Regions from separate parts of the Mus musculus genome. Here region 2 is linked to region 1. The links are chromatin contacts, called in public Micro-C maps. All regions are on one chromosome and are shown on one strand. The core of a region is the stretch at or near the end of the contact, and the rest is flanking DNA. Distances in the headings are between cores, read along the strand shown. Region 1 overlaps Sh3pxd2a (SH3 and PX domains 2A). Region 2 holds the start of Itprip (inositol 1,4,5-triphosphate receptor interacting protein).

What was found. A called contact is a pair of places that touch in the nucleus more often than the background predicts.
Region 2: a Micro-C map of embryonic stem cells shows a contact between it and region 1, with 1.9 times the contacts expected there. The contact joins the promoter of Itprip here to the enhancer-like site in region 1. A contact is called at or near these places in 6 of 39 promoter capture datasets (the 3T3-L1 cell line, 3T3-L1-derived adipocytes, the HPC-7 cell line and 2 more), 11 of 484 Hi-C or Micro-C datasets (B cells, cardiomyocytes, cerebellum and 6 more) and 6 of 115 datasets of contacts at active chromatin or transcription factors (craniofacial prominence, embryonic forebrain, embryonic limb bud and 3 more).

The regions. Positions count from the first base shown.
Region 1 is chr19:47,356,911-47,361,089 of GRCm38.p6, forward strand. The region is part of intron 5 of Sh3pxd2a (SH3 and PX domains 2A); the gene reads right to left. Among named protein-coding and RNA genes, the nearest start is that of Gm36885, 69 kb to the right of the region's middle. Within about 2 kb of position 2,476, at least 64 of the 459 cell types and tissues checked have an H3K27ac peak or open chromatin away from gene starts, as enhancers often do. A contact at or near this core is called in craniofacial prominence and embryonic stem cells, where this site is marked.
Region 2 is chr19:47,917,479-47,921,657 of GRCm38.p6, forward strand. It overlaps Itprip (inositol 1,4,5-triphosphate receptor interacting protein), which reads right to left and starts at 1,845. Exons shown (of 2, transcript NM_001362458.1): 1 at 1,646-1,845.

The sequences.
Region 1 (4,179 bases), core at 1,226-3,725:
GGTAGTGTTTGTTTGTTTCTCTGCTTGCTTGCTTGTGTTTTCTGCTCTTATAGCCATTATACCTAAGTTGTTACACACTTGGACCACAGCAATAGGCACCTAGTTCTGACAGGACCACAAGATATCAGAGCCAGGAGGAACTCAGAGACACCCAGATTCTGTCCCCATATCTGATGCCAGTGTCGATGGAGCTAGTAATGGCCTTGTACCCACCTCCTCTCAGAACACTTCCTAAGGCTCCTTCAGAGACAGCCTCTTTCCTGAGGTTGGCTGCAGACTCCCTCCGGGTAGGTGTCCCCACCTGCTCTCTGACTTGAGTAGCTGACCATCCCTTGGTCTCAGGTAGAAGGCCTTTATGCTCTTTATGCGAGCCTCCGAGCACCTGACCAGGCTGGCCCGGTGCTGTGGGAAGCCCTGAGCCTACACAATCTCTTCTCCTGCCCCACTGGATCAGCAGCTGCCATTGTTAGAAGAGCCCTGGGCCTTAAACAATTAAGCACCAAGTAGGTGGAGGTGGAGCTGGGTTCAGCACCTGTGATGCTATCTGCTGCCTCCCACAGGGTGAGCACTCCCTTGCAGTGCCTTCCTCCCTCAGACTGAGTTTCCTTGCCAGGGATGAGGCTGTACCTCGGACATTGGCCCCTGGGCCTCACAAAGTATATAGTCAGCTGATGAACAGCCTTCTCCCTGGTGCCATCAGAAGGCCTGCGTCAGAGTGGAGAAGGCCCAGTTTTAAGTTCAGCTCTGATTTGCACTGTCCCTGAGAGGTCACCAACTGGGGGGTTATACTCAAGAGTAGACAGCTATGGTCAGAATGAGCCTTTGGGCTTTGAGGAGAAAGGGGCCACCCGTCCTGGGGGAGGCAGAACACCTGCCTGCTGGATAGACCTGCGTGGGTGGGTAGATGGGGCTTACCTGTCCTGATGGAGATGCCCCAGGGTACCTGGGCCTCAGCCATGAGACAGGAAGTATGTGGAAATGAGAGACACCCACACCCCAACTCCTCCCAAGGCTGGGGATCAGGGGAGAACAGAAAGCACAATGTGAGAAAAATACCAGGACCCCAGGTCACCCTGTAGAGGCACCCCTATATTTTCCCTACGCTCTTGTTTAAGGGAGCCAGAAACCCTGTGTCAGCCCTGACGACAGCCTTTCGGCCTGCACCAAGCCCTCACTGACCTTTGCTGGAGTGACGGTCAGGCCAGACAAGGGCTTTTGAATCCTCGTCCCTCCTGTTGGTCTATCCAGCATGGTAGCGGGGACACAGAGGCTCTGTTCCTCGGTGCGGACACATTTCCCGTGGGCACCTTTGCACCCAGGTAGAAGGGACTGTGGTGGAGGTGGGCAGAATGCACTTACAGAGTCCTGTGCCCTTCCTCATCCAATCTCTCTCTGACCCACAGCCACTGGGCCGGGCTGGGTAAGACCGATTCTATGAAGAGATTCTCTGTGCATTAGCCAGTGGCCGCGGATGGGTTGCTGGGAGCACAGGGTGGCCCATGTCCCTGGCCAGACGAATGATGACAGATGAATAGAGTTGCCTAGCTGAGGGTCTCACCAGGACGCAGCCCAGCATAAGGTGGGGCTGGCTCTCAACCCCAGTGCCTCAGCCGGAGACCAGCTGGCTGCCTAAGCACCTAGGGGAAGAACCTGGAGGGAGGGCTCTGTGAGACGCCTCCAAACATAACCTACAGCTAGAGCCAGGTCCGTTCTCATTACCAGTTTCCCATCTGTACGGGATCGGGAGAGGAACCTTTGAACCTGGGTACAAAATAAGAATCAGGGGTTTGAAGAGAAGTGGTCCACTGAAGGTCACAGCAGCGCTGTGTGTTCTGACTGGACCACTAAGATTAACTCAGTGCAAGATTCAAACCTAGTTGTAGCCTTGAGTTGGCCTGTGTAGTTCCTAGCATATAGTAGGTGCTCAGTAAATACCTAGGCGTAAAGGAAGACTGCAGGAGGGACTCTCCCTGGACCTCTCTCCCACCTTCCATTTCCGTCCCAGGGAGAGGTGAGAAGAGCGGGGGAAGCAGCCAAGGCGTGCTCCACACGGCGTCTGTTGCTCTAACCAGCCCACGGATGGCTGAGCGACTTACACAGGTTGTAAAGCCACTGCCACCAAGGCTCTGCTCCCAGCCACAATGCATCCTGAATTCTGACTAAAATGTCACAGGTAAAGCTGGTGCCCTGCCTTGCAAGCAGGCCAGTTGAGTTTGAGAACGTGGGGACCCCAAAAACAGTCACCTCAAACTCTCAGAAACCTGGCCGCATTGCCAAGGTGCCCTTACACTGTCCCCCTGCTGGGTCTGAGGCAGGCTGATAGTTCCCTCTGTCCTAGACCACCTAGGACATGGGGAAATGAGGTGATCGGTCCATCTCCTCCTGGGACTTCCTAGTTTTACCAGCTGGTCCTGGATCAACCACCGCTGCCCGGCAGGAAGTGGGAGGAGCCTGGGCCTCAGGAAGTGGGAGGAGCCTGGACCCCGCTACAGCGAGTCTCTGCATCTAACCTCACCCTTCCCCACCTTGCCTGCTCTGTTCCTTCTTCCCCGGGAAAGCCTTATTCCTGTTTCCCAGGTATGCCATCTTACCCCTGAGACGGCCTGTCCCTGTGTGCCTGCTCCTGTGGCGCAAGAGCAGAGCTACCATAGGGATGCCAGGGTACGTGCCCAGGGTGCTGAGGTTGGTAGTGGAGCCAGGGCTTTCCCGGTTTGGCAGAGGGACTTTCCAGCAACACTTTGGCCCCCGAGACAGAAAGAAGCTGGCCTTCGAGGCAGACTGGGGCAAGATGGTTCTGATCTGCACAGACCCTACCACCACCCACTTGGAGTCTCTCTGAACATTGGGACATTGTTCTGGGCCTCAACAGAGGGCTCAGTGGCCCCGAGGCTGAAGAACAAAAACTAGTTTAGCAGGACTCTGCCTGTCGCCATGAAATTTCAAGAATTTCATCAGGGCAGGCTGGACAGGGGGGAATAAACAGAGAGCAGAGCTCACTGCCTGAGGGGTCCCTGCAGAAACCAAGGAGTGAGGCGAGCAGAGTCAGGGCCAATCGTCCTCCGGTATTGGTCGGGACAGTGGGCATATTTTTGGGTGTTGGGATGGGGACACAGGCAGAGCGCCCCCCCCCACACTTGTCTAGATTCATCCTGGCTGTCAGAACAAACACAGCATTCCCAGTATATCGGAACTGAATTCCCTCTCGTTTTAAGTGAGGGTTTTAAATTTAAACACTCTAAAATCTTATTCATCTATTTGTGTGGGCGGGCGACGTGCCACGGCGCATGTGCGGCGCTTAGAGGACAACGTGTGGGAGTCAGTTCCCGCTTTCCTCCCCGTGGGTCCCCAGACTGAACTCCGGTCTCCAGGTTTGAGGGCGACCACCTTTCCCCACCGAGACACCTTGCTGATCCACAGTTCCTCCCTTCCTTCTGGAGTCAGGGCCTCATGCAGCCCAGGCTGTCCTTGAACTCACACTGGAGCAGTGTGAGGAGACTCAAACCTGAAGCTTCATGCAAGCTTGTGGAGCAGGGAGCTGCGTGCCTAGTGCCAAGCACTGCTCATGATCTGCAGTCCTTCTCTCCTCACCCCAAGTCCCACATGGCTCCCCCAGAGTCCACGCAGATGGACTGAGATGTCCCGTCATGAGACTTTCTGGCCCACTAACCTCTTGTGACTATTAGGCAAAGGGCCTGGCCCAGGGAGGAGAGGTCTGATGTAGACCTGCTCTCAGGCCTCTAAGGTAGCATGCAGGAGTTTTAAGATCTATCTATCTCCCTGCTTCTTGGCTGTATGGACTGGGACTTTGGATTCACCATCTGCTAACTAGGATGTAAGACTCTTCCTCAGGTGGCCTGAGACATAAATGACAAAATAATGTGTAGAATTCACAGAGTGAGGCCAGCGAGGCGGACACTCTTCAATTTCTGCTCTCCTCTCTTCTCAGGATGTATACACACACATGTGTATGCATACATACATACATACATACATACACACACACACACACACACACACACACACACACACGCATATGTGTGGATACACACACATACACACACACATACACCTTTTTATATGCTAGCATTCCAAGAACACAGCTACAGATAGGCATATCAGTTAAATTCAATATGACAACATTAGGCGGTAAGGCCTTAGGAGATAATTAGCCCAGAAGAG
Region 2 (4,179 bases), core at 595-3,094, 560 kb after region 1:
CTTGGAACAGCTGACAGCCACACCCACACCCCTGTGCAGCTCATCCCTGGGTTATATCTGCTGTAACCCTCCTTTCTCACCAGATGTACCTTCCTCACTGTCCACATAATCTCAGCCCATCTCCCCTGGACAGGTTTTAGTTTGCCAGCACTGTGTCCCTGACAAGTGGCTTTGAGAACTGGGCTAGTGTTCTCCGCTGGCCCAGCCTCACTCTTGTAGGCTGCAGAATGCCAGGTGCATACCGCTGACTCCATGGAGACAAAGCATGCTTTTGTCAAACAGGACTACGTCTGACACTAATCCCAGAGGGTCCCAAAAGGGAAAACCATAAAACCAGGCATCTTGCAGACAGTGAGCAATTATCTCCCAGAAGGTGCGGCACCTTCTTGCCCTCTGATTAAAAAGTTCACCCACACACCCTTTATGTTTCTCTCCTGGCCCGGAGAGCTAACAATTTTTGGGATGATGGCATCAGGTTAAAAGTTCAGGTCTCTGCCCCCTTTCAGAACCTTAAACTGCTGCGTCTAAGAAAGTTACCCACAGAAAGGGAGATGTGTGAGCAGAGGGCTCCCCATCTTCCTCAGGGATCCAGGCAGAAAGTGAATATAACCACCACGTGGTTACCCACAAGTGGAAAAATCTGAAGGCAGAATGCCTGGGGCAGCAGACATTCACACGGAATCAGCAAATAACGAAGGCCACTTAGGCATACCAGGCTGGCAGGCAGGCAGGAGGCGAATGACAGCGGCCTCTGTCACCCTTCTCACCGCTGACCTGGACGAGTGGCCACACAAAGCTGTGTTGGGTTCAGCTGGTAGCCTCTCCCAAAACAGAGCTAGTTTGTAAAAGAGAAGAAATCCGAAAGGCAACAGAAAACCACCCGACATTGGCTTACATGGTACCAGTATCTGGCCTCTTCTGTTTTGGCAAGAATGACCAGTCTCATACTAGGTAGAGGGGCAAAAGGCTAAATGTAGTTCTTCCCTGGTTCTGTCACTATTTTCCCATTTTGTACGGGGAATCGGGGTTAGGAACTTCTGAGTCTCTTCACCTGTCAGCCAGAATGAGGGAGGCTCAGAGTGGGCCTTGAGAATGGGGCATAGACTACACAGCCCAAGAGAAAAACGTGCAGGGTCTACTTCACTAGGAGTCTTGAAAGAGGAAGTGGCAGGGGCTTCATCCGGCCTGAAGCAACCTCCTTGCGTCAAGACAAGCTATGAAGAAACTAACGTCATTCCCGTTCCTTTCTCCCAGGACTGAGACTCGGCTACCCAACACGGTTTAAGAGATGGAAGGTCCCGGCTCTAGGCACAAACCCGTGGCACGGCTAGGGGCTCCGAAGCAGAAGCCGCCTGCCTCTCAGATTGCTGAAGGCACTGGGGGCTCCGTGGCGCAGACGAGGGCAGAGAGACCCCAGTGCATCACACCCGGAGAGTGATGAGGGAGATAATGCCCACTTCCTGGGCGTGCATTAAAAGAGTTCCCGGGGTCGGTCCCGGCCAGGGTTCCCGCAGACGTCCCTCAGAGCTCCTGGTCACGATCTCCCACGCACATCTACGGGGATCCTCCGTCCCCTGAGCGCCCTTCATCCCACACACTCAGCTTGTGGGGGCAGCAAAGCCTCATAGTCGAACCCCGCACTTACGTTCGGCCGCGGCCGCCGCAGGGATACCGAGTGGGCCTCGCTCCAAGCGCGGGTCGTGGTCCCGGGTCTGCAGGCTGCCGGGGATCCAGGGATGCGGGCGACTAGACCAAGGCGGCTCCCGCCTCCTGGACTCCTCCCGCCCAGCTTTACTGGGCAACAGAGTTACTCATTTCCGCGTTGTCACGGAAACTTTTTGCTCCTTATAAGAACAAAACACCCGCCTTTACTGGCGCCGGGCGGAGGTCCTTAAGGACGACCGTGACGGTTGCCGGTAAGGGACTCTGGACCCGCCTCGGAGACCATCCTCTGGGTCTCTCGGATGCTCCAGAGAGGGCAGCGAAATTAGAGAGCCACCTGACGAGAAGGATCTGGCTGCCGGAGAGGAATAAAGAGGGAGACAAGGGACCCGGGAAGGACGTCCTTAAAATCAGGTCTAGGCTGCAGGATGTAAAGGGTTAAGGTGCTGTTAGTCAGCTCGCATTTCTGTGGCGCGTTTTACAACCGGTGGAATTCCTGGGGCCACCTATTTTGTCCCTCGAGGAAAATATAAAACGAGACACAAGGCGAACCACTGTCCCTCTTGCATTGTGACTGGATTAAAACAGTTTGCTAAATTTTTTGGTTAATGTACGCATTGTCTCTTGGCGGGAGAAAGGCACAAAGGAGGAAGATGACCGGAGGCTGTTAGGGGGCGCTCTGTTTTCCAGTTGTCAATGTAGTATTGCTTTTAGAGCAGGAAGCGCTGGAACAGAGCACAGTAGAACTCATACTTTAAACAAAACTTTAATAGTATATCAACAATCTTCCCTTTGTGAAGTAGCACATTCCTACAACTGGTGGGAGGGGCTGGAAAGGGCTGGAATAAATTTTCAGTTCGTTTCGGGAGCTCCTAGGAGAAGCTGAGGAAATAACACTGTCTAGAGATGATCACTTTACTACTGGCATTGGTCTCGGGAGCACCTCGGGAGCATCTTGGGAGCACCTCGCTTTCCTCCTCCATCCAGCCCAAATGACACTCTCCTGAACGCTTTAGGCTGAGTTTGCGGGATAAACAGACAATGAGAGAATGTCCTAAAAATAGACCCTGGCCCTTGGCCCAGGGTACTTCTAAGTCTTTGGCTGCCTGCTGCTCACACCCCTTTCCTGATTGGGGGTGGTGGGGGATTCTTATCGCAGAGTTTGGGGGCCAGGGAAGGGTAAGGAACCTTGGGGAACATTCTCAAAAGAGCTGTGTATTTCTAAAATGTCTCCATGTTCAATGGACAGGACACCCAGAACAGGTGGGGGAAGTGTGTGTGTGTTGCTTGTGTTATGTGTGGAATGTCAAGGTTAGTGCTTTCAATGCACTCTGGGGTTGTCGTCCGCCAGCAAAATCTACTTCAGCGTTTTCTAACAAGCTGCATACTCTTATTAATATAAGGATCATTTGTTACATTCCTTTGTCGTTTGAACCTGATTATCTTACCCCAGAGCTTTTAATGTTCTCTTGTCCACTCTCGGGACTAGTTTGGTCTATAATCCTAACCTGCCATATAAGCCCTTCATGACTGGCCTCTTTTCATGTGCCCAAGCTTATATCTCACTCATGTGCCACACTGAATTTTATACACACACACACACACACACACACACACACACATTCATGCACCTACACATGTACACACACAACACAGACACATAAATACATACATGCACACACACATACATGCACACACATGCATACACACAAATACACATATACACATGTATACATATGTGCAATATACATACATAAACACACATACACCACACACATATACACACAAACAAACATATACCACATAACACACACACATTATTTGTTCCTAATTATGTGTTTAGTCTCCAGGTCTCAGAGAAGGCAATCCCTCCCAGAATCCTTGCCTGACACCCCAGGGAAGGGAAGGGATGGCTGAAGCCTATCAAGTCTCAAATTCTAGAAAGACAGAAATTTAGACTTAAGACGTTTGTCCAAAGCCAGAATGCTGGGAAGGCGCTTTAAGTAATGCAGTGTTGGAAAAACCCTCCCCCCATTGGCATTGGATAAGGAAGTGTGTGCTTTGCCTGGGGTCCGGACTAATAAAAAGCAGTGGTATATATCTGTAACCCCTGGAGGTCCAAGATAGATAATCAGAGATAGATTATCAAGATAGATAATCAAGATAGATAGATAATCATGAGTTCAAAGCCATCCTGGATCACACAGGGAGGATACACAACAAGACCTTGTTTCAAAATAAAACAAAGACAAACCAACAAAAAGATTGTCTATGTGCTGGCTAATTTTATGTCAACTGTCTGACTAGCAAATTAGAGTCATCTGAGAGGAAGGAACTTCACCTGAAAAAATGTCTCCATAAGATCCAGATGCAGACAAGGGAATTTTCTTAATTAGTGATTGATAGGGGAGGGCTGCGTCACTGTGTGTGCGGTGCTATCTCTTGGCTGCTGGTGGTTCTGGGTTCTATAAGAAAGCTGGCAGAGCAGCCAGTAAGCAGCACTCCTCCATGGCCTCT